Regions from separate parts of the Rattus norvegicus genome. Here region 2 is linked to region 1. Evidence: chromatin contacts called from public Hi-C data. All regions are on one chromosome and are shown on one strand. The core of a region is the stretch at or near the end of the contact, and the rest is flanking DNA. Distances in the headings are between cores, read along the strand shown.

Region 1 (3,331 bases), core at 252-2,751:
GGAAAGACAAAGAGCTATATTCTATGGAAATGTTCTCCTCACTACGTGCTGGGCTACTGAATTCTTTGTACCCTAGAGTGCCTTTCATTAGTTTGGCTAGTTAACTAAATATGACTAGGAAGGAGGTCCATTTATCTGTGCTGATAGATCCTAGGCCTCAGGGTGGGCTTTGTCCTGCTGCTAGTCTCTTTCTGTTGTCCGATCCTTCGCTGCCCATCCCCCTTACAGTCCTGACTTACAACAGTGCCGCAGCCAACACCCCAGCACAGTGGAGAGAAGGAACAAAGCCACAGCAAAAAAAAAAAAAAAAAAAAAAAAAAAAAAAAAAAAAAAAAAATTAACTAACTAATTAACTAACTAACTAATTAATTAAATCTAAAAGTTGGTCGAGAAATCGGTACTTCCTGGTCAACAGCAGACTTTTAGTGAAGGCCAAAGCATTTGCCACCTGGAGAGCACCACGTAGTCCTCTCCATAGCTACTCTCCCATCCCTACTGGGAGGTGGTACTGACAGATCTACTCTAGAGGACAGAGAAGTTCCCATCTAGGGAAGCTGAGACAATCTGTGGCTAGGGTAAGGAGGCTGCAAGGACAGACCGTGACAGATTAGTAGCAGGGGTGCGAGGGGGAGGGGGGTAGCCTGCAGAAACCGATGGCAGGGTGCTACACACTGCTTTGAGAGCAAGCTGTCCAGGGTCAGCGTCCTAATGGGAGCCAAAGCCTGTGTTCGACTCTGTAGAAGCCGGCATTAAATTAACTGGTAAAGATGGCTGTGGGTAGCCTCAGAGAATTCCAGTCAGGAAGAAGAGCAGGTAAGCAGCTTTCTCTGTTTTCTGGCTTCCTCTGTGCATCCTGGTCCCCAAGAGTCTGCAGTTCAGAAGAAGCTACATGACAAGTCAGTCAGCTTGTTCAGAACTGTGCCCCATCTGGCTCTAGGAAGCCAGGTCGAGAAAGTGAAGGCCAGAAAGAATATACCACATACAATCCCAGCACTCAGGAGGCAGAGGCAAATGGATCTGTGAGTTCCAGGCCAGCCTGGTCTACAGAGTATGTCCCAGGACATTTAGGGCTACACAAAGAGAAATCCTGTCTTGAAAAACCAAGAGAGAAAAAAAAGAAAAGAAGAAAAAGAGATGTTAAAATTTTTAACTACGTGTGTGTGTGTGTGTGTGTGTGTGTGTGTGTGTGTGTGTGTGTTTCTCACAAATGTTGAGCCAAGGCCCTGAGGATGCTACCTCAGCAGGAAAATGAATGAACACTTAGCATGCCCTGAATCCAGTCCCACTAGTACCACGCATGCGCTCACACACACTGGTTGTGAGTCCATGCCAGGCATTGTGCCTGAGGGACAGCAGGTCATTTCATTTAATCTACACAACAATCCATGGGTAGGGATTGTCAGTCCTGATTTACAGCAGACATTCAGTGAGGTCAGGCCCAGCCCAGATCTCACAGCTGATTGGTGAGGAACCAGGATGACCGATACCAAGAATTCTCAAAATTCCACCACTTAACCACAATACTATGTGCTGTCAGCAAAAGTTTGACCGGAGTTATTCACAACCCAGTACCGCGAAAGAGCTGACTCAGTCACTCAGGGCAGGTGCTCCTGGAAGGTGGGCAGTAGACAGTACCAGTAACCCCGCAGCTGACAGACCTACCCCATCTGACTGCACTGTGGAGCTTCGAGGATTGAATCAGATCTTTCTTTCCCCCCTTCAGGACACAAGGGATCCGGTCCTGTGAGGTCACACTGCTGGGCAGGGCTTCCAGGGATTGGTGACTCTCGATGACGGCAAGGAGCTGATCCACTCCACCCAGGAACTACGGTGGCTTGGCTGCATCCTAGCCACGAGTGTAATTGCAGACCCTCAGGAGTCCTCGTCCCAGCGGGACAGAGAAGATCTGTGGCTCTGGGGTTTAAACTCATAGATGATTTTGGATCCCTAAGAGGGCTCTCTGTGTCTCTAGATAAGCCGTCTGTCCTCTCTGGAAAATCTCTAGGGGTCAGCCTCCTTCCTCAACAAAACAAAGAGAGCCCAAAAGAGGGTGGAGAGGTTGGAGGATCGTTTTCAAATGCCAGTTCAAGGAGTCGGGGATGAGGGTGGGTGGAGTAGGGGACCCAGTTGGTCCTGTTCTGGCTCAGGCTCCACTCTCCCTCTAGTCCCTAACAGCTACAATGCAAGCACATGACTCACCCTGCCCTCAGCACCCAGTTTCAGCCTCACCCCACCCCTGCCCTGGGCCTTCCACTTGCTGTTTACTCCAGGGAGGGAGGCATAGGTGTGCCTGGTCACCTCACCCCAGAGGGGAAAGATACTGGACTTCAGGCTCGAGACCCAGGACTCTGCTGGCTTCACCCCCGCAGGTGACCAAGGGTCAAGATAAAGTAGAGTTCCTAGCAAGGTAAAGAGAGTGGGGAGAAAAAGGCTCCAAGTGAACCCCACCAAGCCACGTAGTACCTGAGTCCATGGTCTCTCATCTCCTCCCCCGCCCTTAGTCTTCCTTGGTCACTGGCGCTTTCAATTCTCCCTGCCGCCACCCCCAGCATTGTTTGGTGGAGCAGCCCTGCCCAACCCTTACCCTGAGGACACCAGGCAGAGGTAAGGACACCCTGAAAGTGGCGAGAGCCCCAAGGCGGCTGTTTACTCCGAGGAGGTGTGCACAGCAAGCCAGGTTGGGACACTCCCTGTGTTGAACTGGTATAGGGAGTCATTAGTCCAGGACGCTAATAACCTTATGTTGGGGCTCAGAACATGATACCCCCAAGTAGTTCAGTAAGGTACAGACTCTGTAGAAGCCCTGAAGGCTTCAAGTCAGTTCCTGCCTTTAAGTCTCCTCACCTTTTGTTCTTCCAAACTCAGTGATAAATATTAGAAATCTTCCCCAAGGTAGATCTCAGAAACTAGGAGCCCTCTCCCTGAAAGCCACAGAAAGCTCAAAGAAAGCTGATCTCTTCTTTCTTCACTTGAGACCCTTGTTCACTTGTTCCAAGGGATCCTGCTCTACACCTAGGAAGAAGATAGGATCCAGCAAGCACGGGAGGCATCTAAACGGACGACGGACTTTTCTGGGTTCCATCGATTTCCCATGTCCAGACATTTTTGCTCAGCTATCTGCTGTCCATCCAACCTCGGCAGAGAGGACGTCCTCTCTGAGTCTTTGTCCTCTGAAGGCTCTGGGCTATGTGAAGCCGAAGTGTTGCTTGGACACATGTGTCACACTTTTCTCTTGCTGTCCGGACTTTCGTTGGTTCTGACCTAGGGAGTATGTGAGGAGAGGCGTCCCACCTTTAGCTTGCTTCAGATGAAGATGGAGAAGGGCTGGGGG
Region 2 (2,946 bases), core at 426-2,925, 170 kb before region 1:
CCTCTCTGCTCGCCCCTCCCCCGCGTAAAACGTAGGTGATAGATGGGGATAGATCTTTTCTAATGCTAGTTCTGACCTTCCTCGGTTTTAGGAAGGAAAAACCCGCTAGACGCGTGACTCCGGGTTCAGGTTCCTCAGGCGGACAGCAGAACTCGCGGAGCCGACAGAAACGCTTCTGCGAATCCCGCGTGTCCTGAGCTCAAGCATCCGCCCCGCACCTCGAGCGGGTCCGGTACCGCACCGACAGTCGCGTAGGGTGGGGCTAGCTTCCCTTCCGCATCTCTGGTCTTCTCTGACCTCCGCAGCCAGCTCCAGGTCCAAGCTTTAGGCTGCTCTCTGGAGCAGAAGAGCCTGGGACGCAGTTCTCCTCGAGGTGGCGCTGCGCCCCCACATCAGGTTTAAAGGCACTTAGAATTCTGTGATTACATCATTCCAGGCTTAATGGGCTCTGGGAGGCAGAGGGTTGGGGAGTGTGTGTGACTCCAGTCCCCACCCCGCCTAAATCGTGTTTCCAGCTAAGTAAACAAACAAACAAACAAACAAACAAACAAGAAAGCAAAGGTGAAAAGTTATAAAGGAGACTTTAAGATTGGAGATTGGCCGGGTGTGGTAGCACACACCTTTAATCCCTGTGGAGGCAAACAGATGTTTGTGAGTTCGAAGTTAGCCTGCTTTATGTAGGGAGTTCTAAGTCAGCCAAGACTACATAGAGAAGAGGAAGATATCTATATCTACATCGACATCTATCTACCTATCATCTACCTATCTATATTTCTGTTTGGCTTCCAATGTCATTGTGAAAAACTATCACTGGTCCATTTTTCAGCAGCAGAGAGGAGTGAAGACTTCGGTCCTGCCTCTTATCAGCCATGTACCCATGTGAAGCTGATTAATTTCTATCTGCAAACCAGTGAGGCTATTGGCTTCCACCTCGCAGAGTTGGAAGATAAGCAGAAGCACCCTTAAGATCTACCTAGTGGGGGCTGGAGAGATGGCTCAGCGGTTAAGAGCACTGACTGCTCTTCCACAGGTCCTGAGTTCAAATCTCAGTAACCACATGGTGGCTCACAACCATCTGTAAAGATCTACCTAGTGCCCTGCACCATCAGATGCAAGCTCGTGGGCTTGGCTCCAAATCACGATCTTTGAGATCTGGGAGCCAGCGCTGGGATATCTCCTCCCCTGGGCCAGCCCATTACTTAAGCAGTAATGGGGTGGGGAAGGAATGGAATCAGAAGGTACCCTGGGATATGAGTAGGCCCTCTCTGATTTTAGCCAGACCTACAACAGCTATCCTACTTCCTTAGGGAGGTGGGACCCCACCCATATTCCAACTGCTTTCCTCTCTGCTTCTAGAGAGAAAGAGAGAGACAGACAGACAGACAGACAGACAGACAGACAGACAGATGTCTGTGACCCAGAACCAAGGTGGTAATTTCATGGTGGCACAGTAATCTTCAGGCCAGTAAGTCAGAAAGAGATCATGTTGGAGATGGAAACCAAGGCCTCCATGCTAGGCATGGGAGCTGACGCTGGGCTTCATCCCTAGTTGGAACAGTATTCCATAGATCCCCAGTGATGCCTCCAGTGGGAGCATGCCCTAAGTCACACTGGTGTCCCTCCCTGAGTCACTCTGACTCACTCTGCCTTCCTTCGCCTGTAACTGCTGTGAAGAACTGGCCCTGAGCCTACAGTAGGAAGAGTCACGGAATGGTCATCCCTGAACGTGCCTTATATAGCCATCGCCAGGGCCCTGTGTGACTCTCTGCCCCTGAGAACATCTCTGGGCACAGATACGAGGCAAAGAGACTGGCGAGGAACAGACCTGCAACACCAGGTCGGGAGGTTGTCTCAAGAGTTCAAGCTTTCCCCCATATTGCCCTCTCTGTCTATGGTCACCTTGAATGGTTTGGCAGGGACCCTGAGCTTTTGGAGGCCTTCTAGGGAACCCGGGGTGAACATTAGAACCATTAACACATGAAGAAAAGGTGAGGTATAGCCACTCGCAGCTAAAGGTTTGTATATATTATCAAAATCTTATGGAAAAACAGATATATAGCTATTATACAGCAGCAGGTGGTGTGAAGGAAACGTCTGCTTTGGCATCAACCCTTCAGGTCCAGCTGCTGTCTGTCTGTCTACTCCCAGCTGGAGCCTACCTTCTCTCAGGTACTGTCCAACCATGTCCGCTGCCCAGGCACATCAGATGGAGGCTTTATAGTGTTCCCAGCCCTCCTGCTCTGCCTTCCGACTCCCTTGCCCTCCATCTTTCTACCTCTGCCCCATGGAGTGCCACTGGCCCAGCCGCTTGGCCCCAAGGGCTCCTCAGAGGCCTGAATCCTGGCCCTGGAGGCAGTGAGGCTGGGGTGGATATGTGGTCCCTGGGAGACATCTTCTCTGTGACGTACTTAAAGGACTCCTCTTGTCCCGACACTTCACTCCAGCTCCAGGTTTCAAAGCAATTTTTGAAGAGCCTCAGAGACAAGAAAAGGAAAGGGAGAAGAGATGAGGTGTCCTCCCTCGAGCGCGGCCCAGGTCTCGAGCTCTCCCATGGTGGACAGGGGCAGCTGTAGCAGCTCAGCCAGGGTGGGGTGGCGGGGGTCTGTGTAGCCCTGGAACAAGAGTCTAGGCAGTCAGGCATTGGTACCAATGCCTGGCTGCCTGTCCTATTGAAGCAGCTTGGGCACCTCTACCTGTAAGGCAAAGCAGAGATGGGTTAGCTCAAGGAATCCAACACCGTACCCTAGAGTCTAACTCACTTTCCTTCCCTGCCAAAGGACACCACGCAAACACCTCAGCATGTGTCTGTGGGATGAATGTTCTGCAAAAACCATATGCTGGGGCTGGAGAGATGGCTCAGCAGTTAAGAGCACTGACTGCTCTTCCAGAGGTCCTGAGTTCAATTCCCAGCAACCACATGGTGGCTCACAACCATTATGAGATCCG

Evidence for each region. A called contact is a pair of places that touch in the nucleus more often than the background predicts.
Region 2: a contact with region 1 is called in a Hi-C map of the A7r5 cell line, with 2.8 times the contacts expected there. The contact joins two enhancer-like sites. A contact is called at or near these places in 12 of 12 Hi-C or Micro-C datasets (the A7r5 cell line, the Rat2 cell line, Schwann cells and 7 more) and 1 of 1 datasets of contacts at active chromatin or transcription factors (oligodendrocytes).

Annotation. Positions count from the first base shown.
Region 1 is chr13:49,171,846-49,175,176 of GRCr8, reverse strand. No RefSeq gene overlaps it. Among named protein-coding and RNA genes, the nearest start is that of Gpr37l1, 16 kb to the right of the region's middle. Within about 2 kb of position 1,501, at least 11 of the 93 cell types and tissues checked have an H3K27ac peak or open chromatin away from gene starts, as enhancers often do. A contact at or near this core is called in the A7r5 cell line and Schwann cells, where this site is marked.
Region 2 is chr13:49,345,735-49,348,680 of GRCr8, reverse strand. Lmod1 (leiomodin 1) reads right to left here. Exons shown (of 3, transcript NM_001107179.2): 3 at 711-2,693. The coding sequence ends at 2,667. Among named protein-coding and RNA genes, the nearest start is that of Shisa4, 8.4 kb to the left of the region's middle. Within about 2 kb of position 1,675, at least 16 of the 93 cell types and tissues checked have an H3K27ac peak or open chromatin away from gene starts, as enhancers often do. A contact at or near this core is called in the A7r5 cell line and Schwann cells, where this site is marked.